2 separate regions of the Rattus norvegicus genome follow, and region 2 is linked to region 1. A link is a contact called in public Hi-C data. All regions are on one chromosome and are shown on one strand. Each heading gives the region's core, a stretch centred on a gene start, on an enhancer-like site or on the middle of the called end of the contact. The rest is flanking DNA. Distances are from core to core; before and after follow the strand shown. Region 1 holds the start of Fchsd2 (FCH and double SH3 domains 2). Region 2 overlaps Fchsd2 (FCH and double SH3 domains 2).

Region 1 (3,050 bases), core at 430-2,929:
TGAATGAGGACACAGGTGGCAAATGGCTTCAAGGAAACCAGAAATAGTAGAGAAGGCTTTCTAGTTTATACACAGCTCTCAACTCTGACTCCGCTGTTAGAATGAGGGTTAACTCGATGTAAAACAGTTGGGTCCAAGTCCACCTTCTGGTCACGGAGTCGGTAGGTTATCTGGTGAGACATGTTGGTCTAGTCTCGTTTCATTGACCTTCCTTTTTTGCCGGAACTGAGTGCAAACTGAGAACAGCTATCTGGGACTTCAAGTTCTGAATTAAGTGGGGGAGGGGGAGATCCAGTCCATACTGTGGCTGTGTATGGATCTGTGGCTCAAAGCTAGTGCTGAAGAATGAGGAAGAGGGTTTTCCACTATTCCAAGCAACCCAGAAGGAGCCTGGTACTCCTCGGGTGGTCTGGACAGAGCAAGAAGGTACCTGATGGGACCCTGCTGAGAATGAGCATTGTCACTGTCAGATGAGGTTGAGTTCATCCAACTAGTTCAGGACAGTCAAAGCGGGTTGACCTAGAAGTCCTCCTTTCCAGACAACGACTTCCTTCAGAGGTTTCCTCCGTGGCCCTTGCTGTCTCTCTATGCTTCTTAAATCTCCACCTATTCCTTCTTTCCTCTGCCATGCTAGTGATGAACCCAGGGCCTCCCTGGCTGCTAGGTATGCACCCTAACACCTCGCAACATACCCCTCCTCACACACAGCCCTTGCTTGTTTCTTATATCCCAAATAACCCTTCCTGACTCAAGGATTCTAGTCATGCCATGTGACCTTGAGGGCGTCTCCAATTCTCTGAGGACACTAGCCTTCCTATCTGTGATATGGGAGTTGCCGACTCAAGAGATTTTCATTTTTTTCCCCCAGTCGACTCCACGATGTCTGGCTAAGTACTCTGGAATAGAGGGCCATTCGTTCCTTTGCCTGGCGATTTTAGGTTATTTTCACCTGCCCTCCTCCAATGGCATAGGTCTGGCACCTGCGGTCAGTTGTAAAAGGACTTATTCAGGCTAAAATCTCAGTGCACATTTAGCTGACTAGGAGGGAGGGTACAACTGAGGGATTGAGAGGAAGCAAAAATCCCGAATTCTCTTAGCTACCTCCTTCCTTATCGCAAACAATCCCACTATGAGCCTAGCCCCCCTCTACTCATGCCAATTCCCACACAAACTGTGCAGCTGCAGATGCATGCAGGAGGCGGGGGCGGCCTGTGCGCGTGCGTCGGAGCAGAGCCCTCTCCCTCCCACGTGCGCGCTCCCGGGAGGAGTCGCGCGCCCCAGCAGGCTGGCGGGAAGGCGCGCGGGAAGCCCCCAGCTGCCTTCTCGGTGTTGGGGGAGGGAGGAAGGGAAGCGTCTGGAACGTTCCATCGTCTGAGGGAACTAGGGTATTTCTCGAGTCCCGTTCCCGTTCCCACCCTTCCTCTCTACCGAAAAATCCATTAAGCTTCCCCCTTTCTCACACCGAGATCTGGAGCCCCGTAGCGCGGCCTGGCTCCCCCCTCCCATCCTGAAGCAGGCGGTGGCCCGAAGCACATCCCTCTGCAGCCGGAGCGGGGCGCTGTGGCCCGCGCCGGGGCCGGAAATTCCCGCGGCCTGAGTGGTTGGCGGAGCTCTAGCGGGGAGCGCGGCGCCGCCTTCCTCCTTCCCGGGCCGGGCGGGGGCGTTGGGCACCGCGAGGGCCGGGCTGCCAGAGTGGGTGGGGGGCCGCCGCGTCAGCCAGCTGCAGCCGGGCCGCGGCAGGCGGCGAGCGCGGACGACGCGGCCGCTCCTCCTCAGCCGCCGGGCAAGCGGCGAGCCCCCCAGCGCCCCTGCTCGCGGCCCCCGCCCCCTGGCCGTCTCCGCCTCCTTTCCTCACACACCCCCCGGGCCGCCCGGGCCCCAGGCCTTCCCCGCGCTCCTCCTTCTCTCCACACTCGCTGCTGCGACCCGGGTGCTCCTGCCGCTCGCCTGCCTCGCAGCCTCTGGGCCGATTGATTCCTCTTCCTTCTCCTTCTCAGGCTCTCCTTTCACACACGCACACGCGCGCGCCCTGCAGCTTGCTGGGCCGCCCCCTTTTCTCCAACCCTCCTCACCCTCACAGTCTTTTAAACGCCGCCGTCGGGGGTGGGCGGAGGATTGATGTCCCTTCAGCATCATGCAGCCGCCGCCGAGGAAGGTAAGGGCGCAGCTGGCGGTGGGCTTTGGAGATTTGGGGGGTGGTGGTGCGTACAAAGAACGCGGCTGGGGCGACCGCTGCGCCCCCTCCCCCTTCCCGCAAGGGGCCAAGACCACTCTAGCCTCTTGGCTTGTCAGAGTTGCCGCCCGCTCCAGGCAGGGGGTCGCGTGTGTGGGGTGTCTTTCTGACGGAGGGGCGGCCAGTGCTTCTCTGTACTAGGGAAGACACCTCCCTCCCCCCTAGACATTCGCTAGAGTTTTTTTCGGGCATGCAAGTGTGTGTCTGTCTGCATGGCAGTGCTGCCCAGAGCAAAGTGCATTCTCAGAGCTGCACCGAGGAGAGGCGGGGGAGCCCCTGCAGATTTGCAGAGCCTTGTGCGTGACGGATTGTTTAGTCTGCGCCAGGTTCGAGCCCTCCAGTCGCTTGTCGACACTCCACCCATTGGCAAATTCGCGGGGGGATTTGTTTCAAGTCTAGCCCCAAGATTTGGCCTGTCTTTTTTCCCACGGGGCTGCGGAAAAGAAGTTGGAACGGTCTCCGCCCTCCCACCCCAAGGGAAAGCAAATTAAGGATTGACGGGTCCTGCTAACCCCCCCCCCCCCCCATCCCTCTTGCCCCGCCTCGGGCTAGGAGGCCAGGGAAACAGCAGAGCTCCCAGTAGGAAAGCCAGAACCTGGCGATGTGGCTTGAGCCCTACGGTTGGGGTTTAGATGGCCTAGGTGGCAGTGAAGGTGCTCTGGGGCTTGTCAGCAGCTTCCCAGCTGCTCCCTTCTACACCTTTCCGCACTGCTAAGGCAGTGTCCTGTCTCTTTAAATCTTTCAGATGGATACTAGGTATCTACTCTGAACAGTGGGTAGAGACAGTTAAATCCTTCCCTTGTGGGCAAACATTTGC
Region 2 (3,091 bases), core at 450-2,949, 160 kb after region 1:
GAGGCACTTAGTGCAGTGACCTTTCCTCTTAGCACTGCTTTCATTGAGTCCCCTAAGTGTGGGCATGTTGTGTCTTCATTTTCATTGAATTCTAGAAAGTCTTTAATTTCTTTTTTATTTCTTCCCTGACCCAAAGATCATTGATAAAGAGTTGTTCAGTTTCCATGTGTTCGTAGGCTTTATGTTGATTCTGTTGTTGAAGTCCAGCTTTAATCCATGGTGGTCTGATAAGATACAAGGCAGTATTTCTTGTATCTGTTGAGGCTTGCTTTGTAACCAATTATATGGTCAATTTTGGAAAAGGTTCCATGAGGTGCTGAGAAGAAGGTATATTCTTTTGTGTTTGGATGAAAGGTTCTGTAGATATCTGTTAGGTCCATCTGACTTATAAATTTTAGTTTCATTATTTCTCTGTTTAGTTATTGCCTGGATGACCTGTTGATTGGTGAGAGTAGGGTATTGCAGTCTCCCACTATTGGCGTTCATTGTGTCATGTAAGCTTATTTTAATGTTTCTTTTGCAAATGTGGGTACCCTTGTATTTGAGGCATAGATGTTCAGAACTGAGGCATCCTCTTGATGTATTTTTTTCTTTGATGAGTAGGAAGTGTCCTCCATCTCTTTTGATTACTAACTAGTTTTGAGACCTGTAAAAAGCAAGAATAGGTGGTCCATGCACAAGAAAAAAGGAGTCAATAAACAATGTTGAGCCATTGAGATGGCTCAATTGGCAAGGGTACTTCCGGCCAAGTTGATCTGAGCTCAGGCCTCAGAACCCACATGAGGAGAAAGTTGCTTACTGACTTCCATACGTACATTATTACACATTCATGATAGATAGGTGAATGGAAGGACGATGGACAGATAGACAGACAGGTGAGAAAATGTTTTTAAGTATAAAACTGTTCCCGGGGAACTTTATTTTTGAAATCTACTTGAACACTGATTTTAAATTGCTTATTCTAACATGTTCAGAAAACTAAAATTAATTATGTCTAAAGAGCAGAAGGAGAATATAAAATTAAGGTTCACCAAATTTTTAAAAAATATCAATAAGGAGAATGAATTATTAAGGTGAATCAAAAGTTAAAAGTGAAATAATCAGCTGGGAGACAGAGGCCCATGGACATCTTTGAGTTTAAGGCCAGCCTAGTCTAATGAGTAAGTTCCCAGACAGCCAGGCCCACACAGTAGAATCCTGTCTTGAGAAAGAAAAAAAAATAAAGTAACTGAGCTGGAGTTTAGCTTAGCAGTAGAGCATTTCTCTAATGTGTTAAAGTGTTAGGTTGTATCCCTCAGCACTACCCAAACAGATAAATACTGAGAGGATTTGGCAACAAAACTGAGCTAGTAAGAGTCTGTGAACTTAGAGGTAAATATGTTGCAATTATCCTGTGCAAGAATAAGTGGTTAATACTGGTCTGCTTTCAAAGACAATGCATAAGGTTTGGTGCAGAAGTATATGTCTCTTACCCTAGCACTTGAGAGGTGGAGGCAGGAGAATTAAGAATTCAAGTCCACGGCCTGGCCTGGTGGCACAGACCTTTAATTCTAGCCCTCAGGAGACAAAGGCACCCAGGTCCTAGTGAGTTGGAGGCTAGCCTACTCTACATCGCAAGTTTCAAAACAACCAGGACTACATAGAGAGACGTTGACTCAGGGCAGGAAAAAGGAAAGAAATTTAAGTTGCATAAGAAGCTCAAGACCAGCCTTGACCACGTGAAACCTGAGGGAGAGAGAGAGAAGTCACTGCATAAGCAGTTATAAAGCATTGTGATGACTTAAATGTAGACATGCTTTGCACAGTAGTAATAACCAGAAAGGGGAAGAAAATGGAGCAACATTGCTCCATTTTCAAATGCTGCTAGTATTGTGCTGTATTAATCCAAACCAGATTGTTTTGAAATAAAATGCTACTTGTAACTTCCAGACACATGCTACAAACATCATTAACAAAAACATGGTGAAAGAAATAAGGTAATTAAAATAGCACATAAAGGACTTAACAGATTCTATGGAAAGCTATTATTTCAGTTTTTTGGTGAGAAATAGAATGAAAAATTACATTACACAAACTCATGACAGACTCAGACGCAGAAACCAAGTCTGTCACTCAGTTCTTTTACTATGGTAAGTGGGAAATCATTGAAGTTTTCTGGTTAAAATAGTTCAGTTTTATTATTTTAATAACCATCTTTTTATGGGTAGCATTCTTTTAGACTTCATTCAATCTGGAACGTTCAGGAAGCGTGAGTGTTTTCTAGAGTGATATTGCTAAGTCATGGTGAAGCGGGGATTTTAACGCTTGTGTGTGTGGTAGGAGACTTGCTCTTGTCTCATGCTCCAGTGGCCTTGCAGCCTATGTTTTCCAGGACTGCAACAGACTGCAGATGGCCATAGTAGTTGGGCAAACCTCACATCCTGACTTCTCTTCCTGCCAATGGGTACTCAGTAGAGAGCACAAATTTTAAAAAAGCAGTGTTAGACTTTTTCCTTGCTTTGCTTTGTAATTCAGATGAAAAGTTATCTTATTTGCTTCCTCTTCGCAGAACCTAAAGTAGCTCAGAGCTTTTAAGTAAAATGACCAAGTATAAAACTAGATAAGGTATTCCTAATTTTATTTCATATCACTCGACAAATGCAGCCATGGGTTAAGATATTTACACTTAAGAAATGCAGCCCAGAACTTGCTTTTATTTTTTTAGATTTATAAAATGTTATTTTGTTATTTACTCTTACAATTTGGGGACTTCTGAAAAAATAAACAAAAGCAAGTTGGCGACCAGTGTTTTTCTTCCAGTATCAGCAGAGGAGGACTGAAGGATTCCATGATTTAATTTTAAGCCAGCTCACATTTATCATCTTGATATTTATTTCCTTGACTTTTGCCCAGCACTATTTTAGAAATACCCACTGGTCTCAGAAAAAGAAGAGCTTGTTTTTCTAGTCTGCTTGAAGGAAGATCTCAGCATAATGCTGAGTACAGAATCTGACCTTCCTGAATCTAAATAAGGAGGCCACTGTTTAAAGTTCTCTCTTAAGGGGAAATTACATCAAATACTTAGAAAAATCGCATGTTTTTTTTTTTCTCC

What was found. A called contact is a pair of places that touch in the nucleus more often than the background predicts.
Region 2: a contact with region 1 is called in a Hi-C map of liver, with 2.2 times the contacts expected there. The contact joins the enhancer-like site here to the promoter of Fchsd2 in region 1. A contact is called at or near these places in 9 of 12 Hi-C or Micro-C datasets (the A7r5 cell line, the Rat2 cell line, Schwann cells and 4 more) and 1 of 1 datasets of contacts at active chromatin or transcription factors (oligodendrocytes).

The regions. Positions count from the first base shown.
Region 1 is chr1:164,869,161-164,872,210 of GRCr8, forward strand. Fchsd2 (FCH and double SH3 domains 2) reads left to right here and starts at 1,680. Exons shown (of 20, transcript NM_001395742.1): 1 at 1,680-2,155. The coding sequence starts at 2,135. LOC120097346 (a long non-coding RNA gene) reads right to left here and starts at 1,277. Exons shown (of 5, transcript XR_005494596.2): 1 at 1-1,277.
Region 2 is chr1:165,027,707-165,030,797 of GRCr8, forward strand. The region is part of intron 8 of Fchsd2 (FCH and double SH3 domains 2); the gene reads left to right. Among named protein-coding and RNA genes, the nearest start is that of Atg16l2, 86 kb to the right of the region's middle. Within about 2 kb of position 1,700, at least 13 of the 93 cell types and tissues checked have an H3K27ac peak or open chromatin away from gene starts, as enhancers often do. A contact at or near this core is called in liver, where this site is marked.